3 separate regions of the Mus musculus genome follow, and all the other regions are linked to region 1. Evidence: chromatin contacts called from public Hi-C data. All regions are on one chromosome and are shown on one strand. The core of a region is the stretch at or near the end of the contact, and the rest is flanking DNA. Distances in the headings are between cores, read along the strand shown.

The links. A called contact is a pair of places that touch in the nucleus more often than the background predicts.
Region 2: a Hi-C map of CD8 T cells shows a contact between it and region 1, with 4 times the contacts expected there. The contact joins the promoter of Lonrf1 here to the promoter of 1700104B16Rik in region 1. A contact is called at or near these places in 3 of 39 promoter capture datasets (the HPC-7 cell line, liver and pre-B cells) and 2 of 484 Hi-C or Micro-C datasets (CD8 T cells and pre-B cells).
Region 3: a contact with region 1 is called in a Hi-C map of B cells, with 5 read pairs. The contact joins the enhancer-like site here to the promoter of 1700104B16Rik in region 1. A contact is called at or near these places in 2 of 39 promoter capture datasets (the C10 cell line and pre-B cells) and 2 of 484 Hi-C or Micro-C datasets (B cells and CD4 T cells).

What each region holds. Positions count from the first base shown.
Region 1 is chr8:33,731,102-33,733,812 of GRCm38.p6, reverse strand. 1700104B16Rik (a long non-coding RNA gene) reads left to right here and starts at 1,326. Exons shown (of 2, transcript XR_004691281.1): 1 at 1,326-2,024. It overlaps Gtf2e2 (general transcription factor II E, polypeptide 2 (beta subunit)), which reads right to left and starts at 1,746. Exons shown (of 8, transcript NM_026584.3): 1 at 1,684-1,746.
Region 2 is chr8:36,247,963-36,250,673 of GRCm38.p6, reverse strand. It overlaps Lonrf1 (LON peptidase N-terminal domain and ring finger 1), which reads left to right and starts at 1,315. Exons shown (of 12, transcript NM_001081150.2): 1 at 1,315-2,107. The coding sequence starts at 1,420. Gm35712 (a long non-coding RNA gene) reads right to left here. Exons shown (of 4, transcript XR_870368.3): 1 at 2,615-2,711.
Region 3 is chr8:36,181,105-36,183,815 of GRCm38.p6, reverse strand. No RefSeq gene overlaps it. Among named protein-coding and RNA genes, the nearest start is that of Gm35520, 6.0 kb to the left of the region's middle. Within about 2 kb of position 1,400, at least 59 of the 459 cell types and tissues checked have an H3K27ac peak or open chromatin away from gene starts, as enhancers often do. A contact at or near this core is called in B cells, where this site is marked.

The DNA of each region.
Region 1 (2,711 bases), core at 77-2,576:
GGGAGCTCACGGCAGCTGCCTAGCATCATTAAAGTACTAAGTCACTAGCCTAGCAAAACAGCGTTAACCTCAAGTTCAGTTTTTACTAAGTATTGCTTCCACGTACATCTTCAGGAAAGCCGGAGCATCCTAACTGGTTCCACACACACTGAGTTCCTTGATTAAATAACAGGGAGATGGAGACTGGAGATATAGCTTGCTGGAGGCAAGTGGCAGTGTGACAGGTTCAATCTTGATCCAAAGGGATTTAAAAAAAAAAAAAAGCACTCATATGGAAAACTCACTGTGAACTTTATGTAAGAAGAGTCGAAGAGTCCCTGGTCTAAGAGTAAAACATCTGCTCCTCCCAGTTTCAATTCCTAACATTTGAGCAAATAATCTACAGAACTGCTCTAAATGTAGTTTCCTCCTAGGTCTGGGGAATGGGGCACTATCAGTGTTGTACATACTTGGCTCAACTCTAAAAGTGAGGAAGTATTTATGAAAGATTTTTTTTCAAGAGTAATTGTTATTTTGGTTGTATTAGGTAAGAAATTAACATTAACTTAATATGCAAGTGAGAGAGGTATGAGTAGGGAAAGCATGAAAATAAGAAAAAATTCACAACGTGAGAAGACTGAGGAAACAGGCAGTTTGCAACTCCTAAAACAGGAACATTTTACTTCATAAGGTCAGATGACTAATCTGGACGTCAAATAAAGACTTTAGGACAGATCAAACCTGTACAACTTAGAAAAACCTAACTACATAATGCCCACAAGTCTGAAAGACTAAGCATTAGTGCTATGGCTAATTTTAACACATAAAACCTGAATAGAAGTGGCACAACTAAGTAAGAAGTCATGTGTCCCAGCCCTGGAACCCTAGCAAAGCTTTCTGAAATAAGAGAGACCTCTCTATATGATGATACCAACAAAGGCACCCAGAGCAAGCGGTTTACTCTCCGGAGTTCCAACTAACTTTTCCTCCTTTTGCAACCAACATCTGTACTGCAGTGCACATCTTAGGGCTAACCTGGGTGGTAAAGAAACTATATCCACGTCTACTTTACATTAATCTGGTCAATCAAAAGCCCCGAACAGGATGTTACGACCGAGAGCTGGTACGTTTCACGGTGGATAGCTACCGGAAAACTAACATTTCAAATCTTCAGGCTCCACTGTCCAGTTCTTTCCTACCCCAGAATCTGCAATCTTCCAGCAGCCTGTCTGTCTACTCTGTCTCTCGCTTCACGGCTCGCCCCCGAGTACCGGAGCACATCAGGAAAACGGAGCGCAGAGTTCGATCGGGAAAATACCTCTCGACTCCTCCGAAAACTCACAACCTCAAAAAGTTTAAAGCAGCATTAGAAAAGCCAGTCGGGAGGGGACGCCATGGTGGTCCCCCCAACTCCACACAGGGATGAGCTCGGCTGCTGTGGTTGTGGCCAAGAAGCGGTCGGCACCATCCGCTCGCCCACCCGGAATCCTTCCCGCTTTCCAACCCGAAAGTTTGCTGTATGGACGTCCGGCCTAAAAGACAATGCTGGCTGGGGCGAGCCCCTCCTCTCGGGGGCTCGGCTTTGGAGAACGGCTCGGCGGCGTGGCGTCCACGCGCGCGTCCCCTCGGAAGACGCGTCCCGCTTCGGGGCAGCCGAGTCCCACGCGGGACTCGTCCCCCTTCGCCCGCCGCCGCAGTCCCTACCTCAGCGCCCGCAGCCCGCGCCGCCTCCCAGCCTCCGCCTCGGCCGCACGCACGCACGCACTCACGCACGCACACACCCGCCCACCGCGGGCCCGCTTCCCGCCCCCCGCCGCCGTCGCGGCGCGCACGCCCAACACGGACCTGCCAAGGGGGTCGAACCCGAGGCGGCCGTGGTGGTGGCGTTGGCGACACAGCCCCGGCCCCGCCCTCCACTTCCTGGTGCGGCGGCTAGGACGCTCGCTCCCAGCAACCACCGCGACGCCGCTCCGAAAAGGCGCCTGCGTCACGGCGTGCTCCGCCCCGAGTTTCCATGACGACCGGAGCGCGCTCAAAGGCTGCCGGTAGCCACGTTTACTCTACCAGCTCTGCTCTAGGGAAGAACGGAAAGCCGCTTTTCTTGGCACAAAGTCGGAGCAGCTCCTTCAGCCGGCTCTGGAGTCTAACCCAACCGGCAACATTACCAATAAATCTGTCATATTTTTTGGAGGGTGGGTGGTTTTGGTTATTTGAGACAAGGTCTTCCTGTGTTGCCCTGATTGGCCTGGAACTTGAATTAAAGTTGCAGAGATCGTTCTGCCTCGGCCTACCAAGTGCTGCTCCATGCCAAGCTTTTTTATTTTATTTCAAATACCACTCACCAGAACCACCTTTAACAAGTGGCGGGGGGCTTGGGGGTGGGAGGGACAGTCTAGCAAAGGCAAACTCAACATAGAATTCAACTTCTGGACTTCAACCTCAAAACTTACAGCTCAGCTTCTGCGCTTCGAACACCGGCTCTTTTCATACCTGTGACCTGTCTTTGATTTTTTGGGGGACAATATAAGATGTGGGTGCGATATTTGGCAACAACAACAAATAATAATAATTGGCCCATCCTGCACCCTACAACTATCCTTGTTTGTACAGCCTAATCCAGTATTTAAATATCCCATAGCTGTAGTTTATTAGTACTAATTACTTTGGGTCTTAGTTTTGTATGTCCCGCCCCCCCCCCAACATAGGATACTAGTGATGATGCAGAAACTAAC
Region 2 (2,711 bases), core at 66-2,565, 2.5 Mb before region 1:
GTTCCTGTGCCCTCTTTCTTTTCTGAGGTTTGCTTATTGTGTAGCAGAAAGACGCTTTCAAACCTTTGTCACCTGTTCTGTGTAAGCAGGATCTCGTGTGTTTGCAGACCTCGTGTAAAAAAAATTGAAGAAAGATAACTGTTGATTAAACATTATATACGATATTATCACCGTGAGAAGATCTTAAAATCTCTTTGTAATACTGACTGTATGATTTCAGACAAATATATTTCCTTTCCTGTTACCAAGTATTTGAAAAAGAACCAAAAGCCTTAAATCTCTTCCTACATTTTCCACCCAGTACTCTGTAATCAAACCTATAAATATTTCCATTGAGAATATTAAACTGGATGCTGTCACATTTAAAGGAACTAGAATCCATTACATACGAGCCAAACTGTCTTCAGTCGACAAAGCTGCGGAATGCTTGCATTGTAGTGATCTGGTTTCTGCCACAGGGAAAATGTTTTTCTTCTATATTCTCATTTAAAAACCTTTAAGCAACTGTGGGTTCGTGTGTATGAAGGTTGTGGAGCCCATCTGAGGAACCTGGAGACTTTCACTCTCTAAGGTGTGCTTTGTTTATTTAATAGTTTAATGGGGGGGGTTGGTGTATTGCACTTTTTAAATTAAAATTTAAAGGTCACTCACAAAGTATCGGGCTTCTTTTGGACAGTTCATTTCTTCGTTTGAACTCTTAATAAACTTTATCACAAGTCAGCACTAACCAAAGGAAGTGGTCTCTGGACGTGGAATGTGTGTGTGTATAAAGTTGGCAGATTTCAGTTTTAAGTCTCAAAGTAATCACACCGTGCATTCACAATCCCTTTGCCTGTTCTGGCCGGCCGTAACCCAGGGCATCTAGACCCACCCAAAGTTTCCTTTCTATGGCCAGGAGGAGTCGGAGTACCTACTCAGGTGCTGCAGGTTTGGGGTCACAGCACTGCTGGTGCACATACGAACTGCACAGCGCCCAAGTTATAGGCCTGGGGATGGACCTCGGTTACAAGAGGTGTCAGCTCGAAGGCCGCCCAGGAGACTTCGGGCTTTGTTCAGTCACGAGCCAAGCCCTCCTCGTCAGAGAAGCCAATTAGATCCCCGCTGGGGATCATCTGATCTCACGTCCCTCTCCAGGAGGGGCTCAGAAAGGGCGGGACCAGCCGGCCAGCTCTGGTGAACTAGGAGGCCGGCCGCATGTCGGGAGGCCGGGCGCAGAAGCCAAGGCCCGCCCCGCTCCGCCTCGCTAAGCCTCGCCCCTCCTCTGTAGGCCCCGCCCCCAGGGGCTCCCCGGGCGCGCGCCGCCCCGCCATGTCCGCGCGCCACGCCCCCCTGCTCGCCGGCCGCGTGCGGAGCCGCGCGCCCCGGAGGTTCCCGGACCGTGGCGGCGGGCGGCGGCGGCAGAGCAGCCCTGTGCGGGCCATGTCTTCTCCGGCCGTGGCGAGGGCGTCCCCGGGCGGGAATCGGGAGGCGTCCGGCGGACCGCGGAGCCGGAACGGGCCGTGGGAAGTGGGCGGCGGCGGCGAGCGGTTGGAGCGCGCGGGCGCGGAGTCGGGGCGCTGGGAGCTTCTGCTCCGCCGCGGAGAGCTGCTGGCGCTGGGCGGCCACCTGAAGGGAGCGCTGGAGGCGTTCGCGGCTGCGCTGCGCCGCGGGGCCCCGGCCAGGCCCGAGCGCCTCGGGTCGCTAGTGGACTGCCTGGTGTTCAGCTACCGGCTCCGCCACGGGCTGCGCTGGAGCGCGGCACCCGCGGCGGGCGCGGCCGGGCTGCTCAGCTGCCTGAGCTGCCGGGGCTTCCTAAGCGAGCCGGTGACCGTGCCGTGCGGCCACAGCTACTGCCGCCGTTGCCTACGGAGGGAGCTGCGCGCCCGCTGCCGCCTGTGCCGGGACCGCCTGCCACCCGCCGCCGCCGCCTCGGAGGGGACCCCGCGGCCGCCGCCCCTGGCCGCCGCCATCGCCGACTTCCGAACCAGCGTCGTGCTCAACCACCTGGCGGAGAAGTGGTTCCCGGGCCAGCGCGAGCGCGCGCGGGCGGCCGGCCGCCTCGGGGAACTGCTGCACGAAGGGCGCTACCGGGAGGCCCTGGCCGCCGCCTGCGACGCCCTGCGAGCAGGTGATGCGGGGCTGCGGTGTGGGGCCGGGCGAGCGGGGATCACGAGTGTGGGAGGGGGCGGCGCCCCGGGGTGCTTCGGTCACGGTGGGGATCGCCTGGGAGCTGCAAGTGACGCGGCGCGGGGAGGGGCGCGGATGCGAGGTTCCCTCGTGCGCGCGCCCAGCGGGGACCTGGGGCCGCGGAGCTTGGGCGCGGGGTGGGTGGGGGCCGCAGGCTTCCCTCAGTACTCTGGCCGGGAGCCCCAGCCGGGGTGGGGGCGAGCATCCCCGGGCTTGGCGGGAGCTCGGGGGATACCGTGTCTACCTTGGTCGTGCACTAAAGTCACCGGGGCAATTAGAAGCCGCGGGAGGGCAGAATTGCATAAGCTGGGTGGGGGGGCGTTGTGTAACGGGTGACGTTCAGTGGGCGTGGCGGGAGCCCGGCGCGGGCACCGGCATCGGGAGGCCCAGCGACGGCCCAACTCCGAGTTGGTGGCCGGCTGCCCCCGAGGTGGTCACCTCTTCTTACCTGCAGGATCTCTTGCTCCTGGAACCTCCTCCACCTGCCTGTCTCATATCCTGCTTCCTCCGCCCTCTGTGCTGCTCCCTTGTACCCCTGGTGTTGG
Region 3 (2,711 bases), core at 151-2,650, 2.4 Mb before region 1:
CCCTTTCCTCCCTCCTCCCCATATTTCTCTCTCTCTCCCTCCCTCCCTCCCTCTCCCCCTCTTCCTCATTTCCCCCTCCCTCTTCCCCTTTCCTCCTCTCCCCCCCCCCACTTTAAACATTTTTCCTAACAATGTTACAACTCAAAAGCTATTTTCTTTTCAAAACGTTCTACCTGGACCTGGTGCCACAGAACTGTCATCACACATCTTGAGATCAAGAGGCAGGAAGGATCACAAGGTCAAGGCCTGCCTGGGCTACAGAGTGAACTCATATCAAACAAGACTGCCTCAAAATAAAAGATTAACATGGGTTTGGAGGTATAGATCGGTGGTAGAATATTTACTTGGCATGTGTAATGCCCTAGCTTCAAACTCTGGTACAAAATCATTTAAGTGACCAAGGCTGTATTTTTAATTTGCAATTTAGCTTCCAGATATTTGAAGATGAAGAAGCTCTAAATATCACCTAACATGTACAGGTCTAAATGTTCTCGTTTAACAGAAGAAATTATCTGACCAGGACTGAAGTGGCATTCCACGCTCAATATAAGATAGTTAGCTGTCTTTAACTAGAACCAAGTTCTCCAGAGGTGTCCCTGAGGCTGCAGGACCTCACTCTTGTATGGAGGTGGGGCTAAGCTAGGGAAGCATCATGGGAAGGGCAGGCTTTGTCCATCAATCAAGATGTGCAGAGCCCTGGACTCAGAGGTTCCTCTCCTACTCCAATGTGCCAGGATTCCTTCAAGTATATCGAGACTGTTAGACTGATTTTTCTCTGTTCCCCATATTTCTCAGGGACAGGGATGTCTCCATGGTTCTCTGTGTTACCATCAGTATACTCCCAACAACTCTGTCTTCACAGAATACATATCCAGTCACTGAGTCTGTGTCTCTCTCTCTCTCTCTCCCTCTCTCTCTCTCTCTCTCCCCCTCTCTCTCTCTCTCTCCCTCTCTCTGTCTTTCTCTGTAGACCTGGCTGACCTCGAACTCCCGGTGTAGATCAAGCCCACAGAGGTCAGCCTGCCTTTCACTGTAAAGGCATGCAACACCACACTGGGCTCTCACTTGGCTCTTCCTTAAATCAATCCAGCCAGCACTCATAGCCTCCCCTTCGCTGCCATCCTCCCAAACCACTGTACTTTCCCTTTAAATGGATTAGGCATAACTCCAATATCTACCACCTCTCTGTACAACACGCTACCGCCATGGTTCTGCTGGATCTTCCGCTCAGTGGCCTATGTCTTCCTTCTTACCTGGGAGGGAAGTTGGATTTAGAGGCTGATCAATCTCCAAGTAACCTGGGAACGAGACCACCCAAAGGAACCTATCAGCTAAGAGCGTCAAATTTCAACCTGTGGTTTTCAAGTCACACATACAGCAAACATTCTATTTTTGATACCCTTGTGGTTAGAACATTTCGCAGAATCTCTTCTACTTTCCCCTAGTCCCACCACAACCATGAGTAGCACAGAGAGAGCCACGCCTTGCCTTTTCTTCCAGGCAAGATCTTTCTTCGTTCAAACTAAGCTTGTCACCGAGGAGGAACAGCGCTGTGACAGGTTCTCAGGTGGGATTCTCACCATGCTCAGGTTCTAGGCATATGAAAAAGTTTGGGTCTCGCCTATGTTAGATCTGGTTGGCTATCTGTATGCACAGAGAACATGTTGGTCTGCCCAAGAAAGTCTTTATACACCTCTGGGGTGTTTTGAATGAAAATGGCACCCCGAGGCTCACAGGAAGCACCACTGTTAGGAAGTCTGGCCTTATGGGAGGAAGTGTATCACTTCGGATGGGCTTTGAGGTTTCATTTGCTCAAGTCAGACCCAGTGTCTTAGTTAGGGTTTTACTGCTGTGAACAGACAGCATGACCAAGGCAACTCTTATACAGAACAACATTCAACTGGGGCTGGCTTACAGGTTCAGAGGTTCAGTCCATCATCATCGAGGCAGGAACATGGCAGCATCCAGTCAGGCATGGTGGAGGAGATCTTCATCTGAAGGCTACTAGCAGAATACTGACTTCCAGGCAGCTAGGATGAGGGTGTTAAAGCCCACACCCACAGTGGCATACCTACTCCAACAAGGCCATACCTACTTCAACAGGGCCACACCCTCTAAGTGCCTCTCCCCAGGTCAAGCATATACAAACCATCCCAGAGCCCCCAATGAAATGTTTTCCTTTATAAAAGCTGCCACTGTCATGGTGTCTCTTCATACCCATAGAAAGCCTAACTAAGACAGCCTTTTGTGGCTTTTCTATAGGCAAGTTGCCTCAGTTTTCTGCCCATCTCCTACTTGTTCTACAAGAGTCTTCTAAGATCCATTTTGCTTCCGTCAGATCTTTGTTGCATCCAGAAGCTGTTTCCTAGTAAAAATAGGCTAACCGTGTCCAGGCTACAGAAAGAGAAAGAATGAGAAGGAAGACCAAAGCAGTCAAGTAATCCTAACAAGATGCTCTAGGTCTCACAGGACATGGGTATGGGGTCCGCTGATGACTGTTTGTGGTAGTCACTGAAGTTTCTCTCAAGGTAAGGATATTTAATATGCACCTTGTCTTGGAAAGAATCTTCCATCCAGGTATACTTCATTGACACATGTTTAAGCACTTTGAAAGCCCCGTTAAAAATCCATTAAAATTACTATTGACGTTGGTGTTCTTAATATAAGTTTGGCTGATGTCACTGGGCAGTGGTGGAACATGCCTTTAATCC